Regions from separate parts of the Mus musculus genome. Here all the other regions are linked to region 1. A link is a contact called in public ChIA-PET, HiChIP or PLAC-seq and Micro-C data. All regions are on one chromosome and are shown on one strand. Each heading gives the region's core, a stretch centred on a gene start, on an enhancer-like site or on the middle of the called end of the contact. The rest is flanking DNA. Distances are from core to core; before and after follow the strand shown. Region 1 holds the start of Rbm39 (RNA binding motif protein 39). Region 2 overlaps Samhd1 (SAM domain and HD domain, 1). Region 3 holds the start of Acss2os (acyl-CoA synthetase short-chain family member 2, opposite strand). Region 4 holds the start of Trp53inp2 (transformation related protein 53 inducible nuclear protein 2). Region 5 holds the start of Tgif2 (TGFB-induced factor homeobox 2).

Region 1 (2,700 bases), core at 44-2,543:
GCTGACCTCAAATTCACAGAAATCCCCCTGCTTCTGTTTTCTGAGTGCATAACTATAGACAAGCTCTACCAGGCATGCTAGAAAAGTCACCTGCCAACTGTATTACATTGCCAGCCCCAAGAAGTTTCCTGTCATCATTCCACATGCTCTTCCTACTCCTCACGAGCTTTCAGGGAGAGTCCACCTGGACATACATCCCCTGCTAAACTTGGGAATTAGTGAATATTTGCAGTCTTGGCTAGTGTCAAGCTTATCCTTGCTACTAATTATAATATTCCCCCCTTGAGGAGGAATCGGAATATATGGAGAGCTTAATTTACTTGCTCAAGGTCACATTGTTGGAGTGGCTACACCAAGCAAGGTGTGACATTTTGGACCTTTTATACCCTCAATTATTAAGCTGCTGATAGGTTTCCAGACTGGTTTGATATTTTATTTCAAAACGTTTTCTATTATGTAAAAGTGGGAGAAAAAAAAAACCTTCCAATGATCACTCAGCTTCTCTACCACAGAATTAACCACTCCCAAATACACAAAAAGCAAACCAAATAAAATCCAACAAAAATTAAACAAAAGCGGTAAATTCACACAGTCAAAATCCTAGGGAAAAGTGAGGGGACCTTTTAAAGTCACAAACCACCCCGATTCAGAGCCCGACTAAATTCAGGGGTTAGAAAGCTACACACTGCGGTTTCTTCCCAGCCCGGCCACCGCCTCCGGTTTCCAAGGGTGTTGCGAAGCTTCACTATCGAGCCCACATCTAACTGGTGACACCAAACGACAAGAAAATCGTACTTTTTATTCCCATTCCCCTGTGTACAGCTCGTTCTTGTCTGCATGCGTTTTCACCACTGGTGGGTCTGGACACGACTGTCTTAGCCCACAGCCATATGTATTATAATAGGTTGCCTTATGGCGACCTTGACAGCCATCTGTGTGGGAGGGCGGGTGTCCGGGGTGGGGGTCGGCTCTGAGAGGGGAAACCTTCACACCCAGCGAGGAGATGACACCAGCCAGGATGACAGCAACGATGCACCACTCAGCAAGGAATCCTCCCAAAGATTGACAGTCAGGGCACCAACTGTCTTTGCCCGATAGAGGACGCACCCTCGCGAGACTTGGGTGCAGCTCTGGCGGGGGAGTCCGAGAAGCCTTTCGGAATTGGGGGAAGGGAAACTGTGATCATCTGTGGCGCAATCATTGCGCGAGATTGGGCCACGGTCGCCGGGAGCCGCGGTGAGAGATCTCGCGATAGTTCGTGCTTTCCAGTCTGGAACCCGGGGCAGTTTCTCGCGAGAGCCCGTGCTTGCGGCTCCGGGAGACCCCGGGTGTTTGTGTGTGTGTATGTGTTGGTGACTGTGAGTACGGAGGAGCAGCGGCCGCCATTTCAGGGAGCTAGCCGACGCTGTCGCAGGGGTGGATCCTGAGCTGCCGAAGCCGCTGCCCTGCTCTCCGTCGCGGGCTCCTTTAATCCCATTGTTTCTTTTAGATTCGCTTGGGCCTAGACGCCCTCGGGGCCCGATATTCGGGTTGGGCGGTACCGCGGCCTGGGCCTAGTGGCTTAACAGTAGCGACAGCAGCAGCGGCGGCGGCGGCGGCAGCCGACTTCCCGTGGCGAGCACAGGCGCGCGGAAGCCCGCACAGGTACGGGGCGTCGCGGCCGGCGGGGAGTGGGTCGCCTGCCCGAGCTGGGTGCTCCGCGATGCCGAGGCTTTTCGCCGCTTTGCTCGGCGCGCAGAGGGGGAGGGGGCCTTCCCGGTACGGTGGGGTCACCTCTCCTCGGCCGTGCCCTTCATCTCGGGCAAGGACGTCGTGGGCGTTTTTTGGTAGCGGCCGGGACCTCCGTGGGGACCTCGGTCAGATAAAGATCTGTCCTTCCGAGGGCCGGGGCTGGTCGCGACCTCCCAACATGGCGCCCGTGGAACGCCGCCGTGGTACACAACCCCTCCCAGCGGAGGGAGTCTCCCTCCGCCGCTAAAATGGCAGCGCGGGTTTTGTGCGGTGAGGAAGCGCTCCGCTGCATCCTTCCTGGGGGCGCTTTTAGCCGCTCGCGGGCGGGCTTTTGAAATTCGACCTGGAGTCCTGCTCCTGTCTTAGGTACAAGGAACGTGACACTTGGCGTACCCAAGGCAGCCTTGTCTGATGGGCGTCGCACAATTTTAGCCATCGTAGCGCTTTCAAAGGAGTTTTCTCAGGCTTTGAGGATGGGAGATCAAGGGGACATTTTATCTTATTTTATTATTTAGCAGAATTGCAGGTGTACTTACAGGACTGTCTTGTTCTTCCCCAGGCGAGTAGAGAAAATGGCAGACGATATTGATATTGAAGCCATGCTTGAGGCCCCTTACAAGAAGGTGAGAAAACACGCTAGTGAGCTTTAATATATTTCTTAATTTAGCATTATTCACGAAACTACTGCTGAAATGTAAACTAACCTTCCCGGAGCCCTCTTGATTACCTTATCAGAGATGCAATACGTGTAACTTACAAAAGTAAATATATGCTATTGATGTAATAATATTGTGCAGTAGTTTCACTTCAGCGTGATGAATAAATGCCCATCTATCTCTCTTTGTAGACTTGCCTAACGATATCTCACCTCTACTCCCATGAATTCACCTTTGATTCCAGTGTGAACTGTCAATCATAAGGTAGTAATTGAGTGACTTATCGCTGTACCGTGGTCCCCTAGGTAAAATG
Region 2 (2,700 bases), core at 81-2,580, 940 kb before region 1:
TTTTTACCAATTTATAAATATTTTTTTTATTTGAAGACTGCTTTTGTTTTTAGGTCATGGGCCATTTTCTCATATGTTTGATGGAAGGTTTATCCCACGGGCTCGCCCAGAGAAAAAGTGGAAGGTATGTATTGATGTGTCGCAAAGTCCATAGAAAGAAGTAGTATTTTATCTAGTTATTCAACTAAGATCTGTTTCCTTCTGTGTGTTGTAGCATCCTTCCCTGGGACAGCATTCAGGGTGCTTCTGTTCATGGGTCTGTGTTTCAGCCCTCACAGTAGCCTGTGGAGAAAGGACCTTATCTTCTGTTCAGAGCCCTCAGAAGCATAGAGATGTGCCTGACTTCACAGGGTCATGGAGTGGTGGACCAGCCCTGGAGAGCCAGCTCCCCTCTTTCAATGCAGTGTCCGTTCTACTCTGTCAGATTACTGTAGACTTTGTTTTCTTTTAAAGATTTATTTATTTGTTCATTCATTTGTTATATATACAATATTCTGCCTGCAGAATCAGAACTCTTAGGCATCAGCTCTCATTTTAGATCGTTATGAGCCACCACGTGGCTGCTGGGAATTGAACTCAGGACCTCTAGAGGAGTAGACACTACTCTTAAACTCTGAGCCATCTCGGCAACCCCTAGGGTTTGTTTTTAAAGCCCAGCTTCAGCTTTCATTTTGGTAATAGCCGTGAACTTAAGTATCGTCGGTCTCAGTAACTGAGCGTTTGTTTTAACACGGGGTCTTCCTATATAGTTCAGGGTGACTTTGTCCTCTGTTCTGCCTCAGCCTCCCCAATGCTGAGCGTATGGTACACCCTCACTTCAGGCTTTAAGCGAACCCTTTATAATTACACATTTACTGGAGATGAACCTGTACATTTTGAAGCAGTTTCTGAGAAATGAGATTGGCTTCCCAGTTTCTACTACCCTTGGCATAGAAAAGCGCAGGGACGCAAGACGAAAGCTCCTTACACGCCAAGCCCTTTGTTCTCTGCCCTCTTTTTTTTTTTTTTTAGGTATAATTTGCATTCAATAAATTATGCAGATATATGTTGTGTTGTTTTTATTCTAGGACAAGGTCTCACTGTGGAGACCAAGCTGGCCTTGAAACTGTTGCCTGCTTCTGTTTCTGTAGAGCTAGGATTAAAGGCGTGTGCTATCTATCCATCCCTCCTGGCTGAAACTGTGCAGAGCTGATCTGAGTTTGGCAAGTGGGGATGTGGACCATTTTCATCATTTGGAAATTTCCCTTGTGTCAGGCTTGTTTTCTGTGATGCTGGCGATCAGACCCACAGCAGTGCACACACACACACACACACACACACACACACAGCTTCACCTCTCTCCTCTTAGATGTGGTATCTTGGTTTCCCTTATACTATCAAAGCTGTTGCAAATATGATTTCCTGTTGTTTGCACTTCGTGGGGGGGGGGGCTTAGGGGGGCTTCCTCTAATGTTTAACCATTTAAAAAGTTGATAAGTGGGCTAAGAGCAAAGGTTAGTGGGAGATCCCTTGACAACAATTGACTTGTTAGGTTTGCTCCCCGGCACAGTACAGTCATAAGTGAATGCTCTTTTGTGCCGTATAATGATTTTAAGATTCCTGCACGTTGATGGCTTCTTACTGCTAAGATTGTATCCTAGTGTATGAGCCACAGTTTGTCCTTGCTTCTTTGGATGAACTTCATGTTGTTTTGGATTTGAGCTACTACATCTCAGGTTGCTGTGGGTGATGCTGTATAACAGCTCTGTGGAAATATCTTCTCCTGTCTCCTGACTGAATACCTGAAGTAGAATTACTGAGTCATATGCCAGATGTTTACTTAACTGGGTTTTCCAGTGTGCTCTACTTTACCCGCTCACAAGCAGCGTGTGAAAATCCCAGATGCTAGTCCACAACCTCACCCTGTGTGAATAGATAGCTCTTGGCCCGTCCCCTCCTACTTTTCCTCCCTTTTAACACCTGCTTGCTTTTGGCCGATGAACAGTTAGGGAGTTAGTTGTCCAGGGTTTATAATTTCTTTCTCAAGCAGGACTGATCTAATAGGATCTAGGAGCTACTCTGCCGTTATTGTATGTGTGCCATGTGTGTATATTTGTCTCTCTCTCTCTGTGTGCTATATGTGTGTTTGTGTGTGCGCGTGCCTGATGTGTGTGCGCTAGGGGTCAAATACATATGTTATACATGTGATAGGTAAGTGCTGTACAACTAAGCTGTATCTCCAGCCTTTAGAAAATATATTTAGGGGCTGGTGAGATGGCTCAGTGGGTAAAAGCACCCGACTGCTCTTCCGAAGGTCCGGAGTTCAAATCCCAGCAACCACATGGTGGCTCACAGCCATCCATAATGAGATCTGACTCCCTCTTCTGGAGTGTCTGAAGACAGCTACAATGTACTTACATATAATAAAAAAATAAATAAATCTTTAAAAAAATATATATTTACTTTTTTCATTTCATACTTGACCTCATGTGGAATTAATTCTTCTATACAAATAGTACAAATACAATCTTCCCTTTATTTATAAGAATACTTTTTTTTTCTTTTAACTGTCTTATCTGCAGTTATAGCCCCAGCTTAATAAGGATAATGTTTTTGAATAGTAGTCAATCCTTTTCTCATAGATCTAAATTTATTAACACTTTCAAACTTCCCATATATAATGAATCTTCCTAGATTCTGTTTCACACTTTTTAAGAAAAT
Region 3 (2,700 bases), core at 9-2,508, 620 kb after region 1:
AAGAATTCTGTGCCAGCAGAATTCTAGATTGAGTTAGAAAGCTTAGATTCCTGCCTTTGTTACTAATGTGATTTTGGAAAAGGGAAATGAGATTGAGATCTGACAGGTACTAGCCACAAAGACAGCAGCAGCTAACATTTAAGAACACTAACTATGCAGTTCCAGACTAACCCTTTTGTATGGATTATCTAATTTAATAAAATGTAGGAGATAAAAGTACTATTTTTTAAAGACTTAAATTACATTCAAAGACAATAGGTAACAGCTTATCTGAAGTCACAGAAAATCAGGGTCTGAATACAGGCAGGCTGACTCCAGAGCCTACATGATTAGTCTTTAAGGTACAAAGACTCTTTTTTCTAAAAATGGACATCAAGGGAAGGATTAAGACTAAGTTCTCCTGACTCCAAAAATTTATCATCACGAATCTTGGGTGTTTCTCAGCAGAGGACAAACTCTCAACAGTATTAGCAACTACCAGGGAAGATAAGGTTATAAACTCTAAAACAAAGTATCCTTAGCAGATGCTTTCTTCTCCCAAAGATGCCAGATTCTCACCAGATAACCTTCAGCTTCCCCTTCCAGCTCCTCCCCGGACTCATTCAGGATTGCAGGCGCTACACCGAAGAATGGGAAAGACTGAAAGCAAATGAGAGGCGCAATCCAAGAAGGAAAAATGAGGCAACTCTGTCTCAGCTTCACACAGAGCCCCAGAGCCCCAAATTCCTCCCAGCTCTCAGGCCAGAACCCTACTCTAATAGGCTAACACCCCCACATCCTATCCCTGCCAAGCCTAGGACCAGAAGAAGCACTTTACTCACAGCAGAACCAGGTTTCATGGGTGTGGCGCCAGGGAGAGGGGTCAGCATATGGCCACCCTGTGGAAGTCAGAGGTCAGGAATTGAATCTCTTTTCCTACACTGTCCCTAATCCCTAGCCTCCTGAATCCCTTACTCACTGTTTCTGTTTGCCAGAAGGTGTCTACAATGGGGCAGCGCTGGGAACCTACTACCCGGTGGTACCATAGCCAGGCTTCAGGGTTGATGGGTTCACCTACTGTGCCCAGCACCTGCAGGGATGCCCGGCTATGCCTTGAGCAGGAGAGTGGAAGAGAGGAAAATTCTGAGAACCACTAGGAGCCAAAATGCACATGCAGTCAGAGTTCCTTTGCCCCTCCCCTATCCCAGGAAGTTGGGACAATAGAAGAAAACATCACAAAGGACCGTGCTCAGCTCTGAAGGACACCTATGGGACAACAGATGGGGAAGGGTCTTACTTGGTGACAGGATCATCTCCAAACTTCATGAGCATCCGGATGGCTGTTGGTGCCGTGTAGAACTTGGTCACCTTGTATTTGTCCACAATGCTCCACAAGCGCCCTTCATCTGGGTATGTGGGGATCCCCTCAAACTGACCCGAATGAGATCTGGTTATTTTGGGCTCTTCCCAATAGTCTTTCCATTCCCTACCACTCCCTCACGTTCAGGATTCACCCTTTATGACCAACTGTATCTTTACCCTCTGACCACACAAGTCAAGAAACATCGTAGTAGGATACACAACCCCTCAAAATTCCTCTTTCTCCAGGAAGTGGGTTCCTGTATAAGTTTCCCTTCTTTAGACTAAGAAGCTTTGGGAAATGGTCACCCAGGAGAATTTTGTCTATGCCCAGCTCCCATCTCACCAAAACACTAGTGGCACCATTAGCCAGTGGCCCATAGGTGACATAGGAATGACCAGTGATCCAGCCGATGTCTGCTGTGCACCAGAACACATCTTCCGGGTGGAAATCAAACACATACTTGAAAGTTGTAGCCACATAGAGCATATAGCCTCCAATTGTGTGCACCACACCCTGTGGGGAGAATGGGGCCTCAGGCTGGGGTTGTGTGTCCTCCTCTACTGACCAACAAATAGAGCCTGCACAGAGCTGGAAAAAGATCCTTCTTAAAGATTTTAATTTTTCCAATGCCCTTTCACAGCATCTGTCTCGCTTCAATCTCCTTTACCACACCCTGATGTCACATAAGTATACTGAGCACTCACATTCTTAGGTTGTGTATCTGAGTCACCCATTATCACTCGAATTCCCAGTACTCATTCTACTGTTTCTGTTGGTCACTCCAAGCTTCCTTGGAGACTCGCTTCTCACCTTTACATACACACATGCACACACACACACACACACACACTTGCCTTAGGTTTGCCTGTGGAGCCACTGGTGTACAAGATGAAGAGTGGGTCCTCAGCATCACACCACTCAGGCTCACACTCGTCTCCTGCCTGCTGCATGAGTTCATGCCACCATAAGTCAACCCCTTCGTTCCAGCAGATCTGGGGGAAGACAGGAATGGGCAGGGAAGAACTGTGAGGCAGGGACAGCCTACCTGGTACCTGGAGGTTAAGGCCCTACATGTAGGGGTAAAGGAAAGGGAGGGGCCTTCATGGGTACAATGGGGCAGAGAGAACTGATCACTCTGCCATTCTCGCTCTTCCTCTACCCCAGACTCCTGCTTACCTGGCTTACTCTGAAGAATGCCACTTTCTGGCTCCTTCGTGTCTTGCAGCTCTCAGCTCAAATGCTACCTTCTTAGAAGACTCCCCTGAACAGTAGCTGACACCCCCATCCCTCCTGTTGTTATTATTCATCACACCTGGTTTATTCCCTACAACACATATTTTCAGGTATTTTCTTCTTGA
Region 4 (2,700 bases), core at 29-2,528, 800 kb after region 1:
ACTTACTTGGAAAGTAAGAGACATCCTTCTGTCACTCTGGAAGCAGCCTCAGGAAACAGCATAAGCTCTGCATCACTAATGCCAGGGAAGGGTCTGGTTCTCCCAGCTGACAGCTCTGATGGGAGGCCCACAGAGGGAACTCCCAACTCCCTCTCAACAACATCTGCCCTGGAGACACCTGGAGGCAGGCAACTAGTGACTCACCTTTCTGTGGTCAAAACAGCTGGGAGACGGCCATTTATTGGGTTTTGAAGTAGAAAGAAGGCAGAGGAGGTCAGGGCCTTGTAAGAGACCCAATTTTCAGAGACCTCCTGGGAAAATGTCCAGGATCATGAAGACTGAAGCATCCCATCAAATTGTGGTTGGTGCTGAACCCAAGATAGGGTCCTCAGTAGATGTATGTAAGCATGTAGCTTATACTTCAGCTAAGGAATCTACCACTTAGTGAGTGTGATTCTAATTGGCTGAGATCTCCAGTAAACTACGTCTCTCTGAGTCTCAGTTTCCTCTTCCGTGAAGTGGGGCTTAAGACCCTCAATATTTGTAGGCTGAAAATGACATCAACTCAGGCTCTGCACACATGTCAGGGATTAGAAGGATGTTATTATGTTAGGGGGCGGAGCCTGAAGACAGAGGGGATCCGCTACCATCTGGTAGTGTCTCCAGGACCTGGAGTCTGAAGCTCCATCTACTTACCGCCCTCTCAACTTAAATCGAGCTTTGCTGTCCTACCCTCTCTCAGGTCACAAGGAAAAAACAAATGAGAGGCCTGACCCCAGTCCCTAGATTAGCCCAGGAAACCGCCGAGTCCCTTCGGATCCCGCTTGTCTTTCAGCGTCTCTTCAACCCTCGGCCGGCTGGGCACGACATAGCGCCCACCGGGTCACCAGAGGACAAGCACCCATGCAAGCCTGGAAGGCGGGGCTGGCCTTGGTGACGTCTCAATGTCATATGCAAATAAAGCAACGTCATGGCCTACCGGCTTGGAGCAACCAATAGGGAGCCAAGAACGCAGCTCCGGCTGCCGCCGGCGGAGACAGACAAAGAACGGGAGAGGGGGGCGCAGGGCGTGTCCTGGGGGTGCCCGGAGCCCCCAGCCCGGAGGTCGGGACTCACCTGGGGCCGCTGCAGCAACCGCTGCGCTGAGGTAGTTGTGCGGCCGGGCGTCCCCGGGTCGCCGGTGCTCACAACTGGAGCCGCATACCGGGGACGGGCCGAGAGACGGCGGGGCTCCCGAACGGACGCCCGGAGCTGCTGCGGCCGCTGCGCCCGGGCTCAGGGCACAAATCCGAACGCTTCAACAGCTGATTGTGACGTCACAAAGGGGCCCGCCCGCTCGCGTCAGCGGCCGTCGGGACGGCAGCCAATCACAGGCGCCGAATGCTCTTTCCCCGCCCCTCCGCGGTTTGCCAGCGGGTGGCTGTAGCCCGGGAGCTGCTCTCGGAGCCTCTGTCTGAGTGGAGGTGACGGCCCGAATTCCCTGCCCCCAGTTACCCACAGACCTCACACTGAAAGCGACCCCCCAATTCTTCCTCAAGAATCCCACCTCGCTGCTTTTTCCGCACACATCCCTGCTCCCTCACTTGCCCCAGAGCTCCGCACATCCCTTCTCCTGCATCTTAGGTGCAGGACACCCACCCCACCCACCCCCGCCGCGCTCCATCTGTAAGTCCCTTTTACCCTCCTTGTCCTTTTACCCCACTTCTCTACACTGCCCTACTTGCCTGCTCTCCCTCCTCTATGTTTTTTGTTTTCCCCGCTCCTTTTTACGGTGGGCTTGAGCGGACCTTGCCCCTTCCGCGGTTACAAAGGAGCACCTGCGAGTGTTAGAGAATTGATGGGGCTGACAGGAAATCTGGCCAGCGTAGGACTTGGAAAGAAATTGCTCTAAGCTGAATAAACATTGACCTGGAGACAGCTCGGCTTAGAACGTTTACATACCTTATTTAGTCCACGTTGCTACCGGAACAGGTCAGGGGGGAAAGAGTGACAGACAGGGCAGGGATTGTTAGTCCTGATTTACATGTGGAGAAACTGAGATTACATGTACCTGCCTTTCATCTCACCACTTGGTAGATAGAAATGGGTTCAAGAGTTTGAAAGGCAGCTTGAGCTACAGGAGACTCCGAGGGAGGGGAGGGAAAGAAGAAGGGGCACCTACGGTTGCTTCTTCCAGACTGCCAGCTGACACTGAACACTTACCATATGCCAAGCACTGTGCTGCCTTTTAATCTTTACAATAAACCCAAAAGGTAGGTAGCATCCTCCTTTTACAGTTAAAGAAACAGACCAGGAGAATCTAAGCAACTTTCCGAGGTAATTAAGGAATAGTCCTTGGCAGAGCCAGGAGTTTAACTCACAGGTACTAGCCTTGACTCTGATCACACCCTACACCAGAGGGACTGAACTCCAGGGTTCTAAAGGGAAACCTGGCTTCCAGTCCTGTGTCTCAACCTGTGTGATTTCAAGTTAAATCCTTACTATTCTGGGCCTTAGTTTATCTGTCACGCTGCCATGGATATTCACATTTAGAACTGACAGGGTTTTCCAGACCCGTCATCCTCCAAGACTCTGCCAGGTTTGTGCTCCAGGCCCCAGCTCTTGCAATGGCCTGTGAAATACTTAGGGGATTTCCATGGCTAGAGCGTCTGGGTCTCTGGAACAGAGTTGGGAGATGAGGTTCGGAGGGTTGCCCATCTG
Region 5 (2,700 bases), core at 21-2,520, 660 kb before region 1:
GGCCCAGACGCAACGGAGCACATGGCTCATGGGGCGCCGACGAATCCGCCGGCGCTCAAGGCACCCTCACTCAACTGTCCCCCACCAGAGTCACGGTGCGAGCAACAGCTCCCCTGTCGGTCCGCCACCCGGCGCTTGGGGGTTGGGGGGGGGGGACGACTTTGCAAGGAAAAAAAAAAAACTCACGTGTCCATTTTGGGACAGGAAAAAGTTTAGTTCCCAGCCCGTTCCCTGGTACTCCGCGCAGGGTGACTCTTGGGGCGCGGGGCCGCCGGAGCGTGCGCGCTCGGCTTTGTGCTCCGAACTCGGCCCGGAGGGGGAGGGGAAAAGAGGGGGCTGGGCTCCAACCTCCGCGCCGCCCCCCCCCCCCAACTCTGCGCCTGGACTCCATGTTGGCCGCCCCCCCTACATCGGGGACGCGCACAGCCCCCGCAAGACGCTCGGCTGCCCTTCGCCTGGTCCCGGGGTCCCGGCGCGCACAAACTTTCTCCGCGTCGCCAGCCCCACGCGCCCCACAGCCTTGGCCCGCCTGGGAGTGACAGATGCCTCGGAGACAGACTTTCCTTTGTTCCAAAGGAAAGGGGAACTCGCGCGGGCTCCCAAGCCCTCTCCGTCGGAGCCCCGCCCGCGGCCCCCACCTCCAGCTGTCACTCGGCGGCCCCCGGTCCCGCTCTGTCGCCGTGCGGGAGGGGGGGGGGCTGCCGGCGGTTAGCAACGTGCACTTTTGAAACCAAACAAACCCGCTCCCCGCGCGCTCACCCCGCTGCAGGGCACCGGCTGCCCTCTCCCAGAGGAGCTTTGGGAGCTTTGGGAGCCGAGCCCTCCCTCAAGGACCCCGAACAGCGCCCCCCCCGCCAACCCCGGCATTCCGCGCCAGCGTTCCGCGGTCCCGACTCACACACACCCCCGGGGCTCACACACCCACTGTCGCACGCGCCGGGACGACGCCCCCTCCCCCGCCCCGTCGCCCCAAGAAACTTTCCAAGTTGTCCGCGCGCCTCCTCCCGCGTCTCCAGCCCCTCGGCGCCCCGCACTCACCTTCCCTGGCGGCTTTCCGGCCCACGCGGCCTCGGTGGGGTGTGGGACCACCCGGCCGGGGCGGGGGGCACCGGGGGAACGCGCCGCGTACCTGCCGGGTCTGACACCCGCCTGACAGCTCGCGGCTGGAAAGCACCTCGCGACCTGACGTCAGATCCCCTCTCCTCCCATCCCGCCTGCCGCACCCTCCCCCACCGCCCCGAGGCAGAAACAAACTTTGTGCAGAGCGTGGCCAGCTACGCCCACCCTCGGGGGCGGGCCCGCAGAGCCAGGGGGCTTCGCCCCGCCCACGCGTCGGAGGGGGCGGGCCCGCGGCACCTCCTTCCTGCGCCCACCCACCTTAGGAATGCCGCATGGCCGGGGCCCGGGGCGGAGCGGTGGGACCAGGGCTCCCGGAGTCAGCTCCAGGGCAGGAAGTGGCCCGCTCCTCCTTTCAGAGAGTGTTTCCGGAGCGCCTACTGTGTGCTCCTCCATGGGGGTGGGGGCACTACCAGGCACAAAGGGTGCCAGTCCCCGTACCTTTGTAAGTTCGCCTCCTCCTCTGGGAGCTTGCCCTTGTGGGGATGGGGAAACTGAGGCTCAGTCGGCTCAGAGTAACTCCCAGGTGCTAAAGGACCAGTTGTTTTGTCCGCTCATAAGGCAAACGGCGCGGCGAAGACCACTTGGGATAAAACCCCAAGCCTAGCGCAGATGGTCGGCCAGGGGTGAGTACAGGCTGCACCCCAGGAGCGTGAGTGAGGCAGGCACCGTGTCGCAATTTGGAGGTGGCCGCATTTACTCGCTGGTCCCTGCCTTACCACGTGTGCCAGTGTCCTTTGGCCAGGTGGGTCTGATGATAGAGCCGAGCCTTTCCCTTGGTGGCTAACCCCAGTTGGAGAGGGTGAGGCTAGGCGCTTCCAGCGGTCCAGGCTAGGGTCATTTTACCTCAAGTTTTCCTTGCGTCCAAGTTCCCTGACTGTTTGTCTGTCTCTTGCTATCTGCATAAGTGTGGCATAGCCTAACTCCAGCTAACAGGCCTTTTCTGGGTTTGTGATCATATAGGCCCAGAAACCTGAGACCCACGTGCCAGAACCAACAGCATCCGAACAGTCTTCCCTGATTGTTATTTTTTTTAATGCTGTTATCTTCTAATCATTTTACTGTTGAGTTTGGGTCTTGGGTCAGACTTAAGAGTGGCGCACCTGCTGCAGCTAAGTGACAGAGACAACAGCTGTCATTGCTGCAGCAGACTCAAGCTTTTGTTTTTCGTTGTACTGTAGTCACAAAAACTTTGGCAACCAAAGTTAAGTTTTCCTACCAGAAGGCCCTAAGCCAGTCAGGATGCCGATTAAAAGCATCTTAAGGTGGGTTTCATAGAAGCCGGACTTGCCTGGAAATCCTTGAAACCAAGATGGCCATCCAAAATCAAAAACATTGCCCAGAACCCTCTTTTTTACTGATGGTGACACCAAGTCTCAGAGAGTTGGTCACAAGCAATTTCTTAGCCAAGTCATATTCCAGCCACAGACCTTTGAAAGAATGAAGGAGATGGGAAATCTTAGGTAAGAAAAGTAAAAACCAATTAGGTCTTGGCAAAAAGCAGGGACTGTCATATAGGTGTGACATGGAGGGAAAATAGAGGGATAGCCCAGTGAATCTGGAGATGTGCCCTGGATCTCATAC

What was found. A called contact is a pair of places that touch in the nucleus more often than the background predicts. ChIA-PET counts read pairs in DNA pulled down with a chosen protein or histone mark. HiChIP or PLAC-seq counts read pairs in DNA pulled down with a chosen protein or histone mark.
Region 2: an H3K27ac HiChIP or PLAC-seq map of regulatory T cells shows a contact between it and region 1, with 7 times the contacts expected there. The contact joins the enhancer-like site here to the promoter of Rbm39 in region 1. A contact is called at or near these places in 1 of 39 promoter capture datasets (neutrophils), 3 of 484 Hi-C or Micro-C datasets (CD4 T cells, CD8 T cells and regulatory T cells), 1 of 115 datasets of contacts at active chromatin or transcription factors (regulatory T cells) and 2 of 9 other capture datasets (adipose tissue and liver).
Region 3: an RNA polymerase II ChIA-PET map of memory CD8 T cells shows a contact between it and region 1, with 25 read pairs. The contact joins the promoter of Acss2os here to the promoter of Rbm39 in region 1. A contact is called at or near these places in 1 of 39 promoter capture datasets (liver) and 3 of 115 datasets of contacts at active chromatin or transcription factors (effector CD8 T cells, memory CD8 T cells and microglia).
Region 4: an RNA polymerase II ChIA-PET map of memory CD8 T cells shows a contact between it and region 1, with 23 read pairs. The contact joins the promoter of Trp53inp2 here to the promoter of Rbm39 in region 1. A contact is called at or near these places in 2 of 115 datasets of contacts at active chromatin or transcription factors (memory CD8 T cells and thymic regulatory T cells) and 2 of 9 other capture datasets (adipose tissue and liver).
Region 5: a contact with region 1 is called in a Micro-C map of embryonic stem cells, with 8 times the contacts expected there. The contact joins the promoter of Tgif2 here to the promoter of Rbm39 in region 1. A contact is called at or near these places in 4 of 39 promoter capture datasets (the 3T3-L1 cell line, the HPC-7 cell line, maxillary cranial neural crest and 1 more), 2 of 484 Hi-C or Micro-C datasets (both in embryonic stem cells) and 2 of 115 datasets of contacts at active chromatin or transcription factors (embryonic stem cells and memory CD8 T cells).

The regions. Positions count from the first base shown.
Region 1 is chr2:156,178,831-156,181,530 of GRCm38.p6, reverse strand. It overlaps Rbm39 (RNA binding motif protein 39), which reads left to right and starts at 1,293. Exons shown (of 17, transcript NM_001291114.1): 1 at 1,293-1,644; 2 at 2,291-2,354. The coding sequence starts at 2,304.
Region 2 is chr2:157,117,906-157,120,605 of GRCm38.p6, reverse strand. Samhd1 (SAM domain and HD domain, 1) reads left to right here. Exons shown (of 16, transcript NM_018851.4): 6 at 54-124. Among named protein-coding and RNA genes, the nearest start is that of Samhd1, 16 kb to the left of the region's middle. Within about 2 kb of position 1,330, at least 24 of the 459 cell types and tissues checked have an H3K27ac peak or open chromatin away from gene starts, as enhancers often do. A contact at or near this core is called in CD8 T cells and regulatory T cells, where this site is marked.
Region 3 is chr2:155,555,488-155,558,187 of GRCm38.p6, reverse strand. It overlaps Acss2os (acyl-CoA synthetase short-chain family member 2, opposite strand), which reads left to right and starts at 1,258. Exons shown (of 4, transcript NR_040613.1): 1 at 1,258-1,389; 2 at 2,568-2,685. It overlaps Acss2 (acyl-CoA synthetase short-chain family member 2), which reads right to left. Exons shown (of 18, transcript NM_019811.3): 8 at 2,197-2,334; 9 at 1,685-1,855; 10 at 1,277-1,410; 11 at 959-1,091; 12 at 822-878; 13 at 559-639.
Region 4 is chr2:155,380,434-155,383,133 of GRCm38.p6, reverse strand. It overlaps Trp53inp2 (transformation related protein 53 inducible nuclear protein 2), which reads right to left and starts at 1,278. Exons shown (of 4, transcript NM_178111.3): 1 at 1,117-1,278.
Region 5 is chr2:156,838,577-156,841,276 of GRCm38.p6, reverse strand. It overlaps Tgif2 (TGFB-induced factor homeobox 2), which reads right to left and starts at 1,270. Exons shown (of 3, transcript NM_173396.3): 1 at 1,039-1,270. LOC115486128 reads left to right here and starts at 29. Exons shown (of 5, transcript XM_030252280.1): 1 at 29-95; 2 at 278-1,561. The coding sequence starts at 29.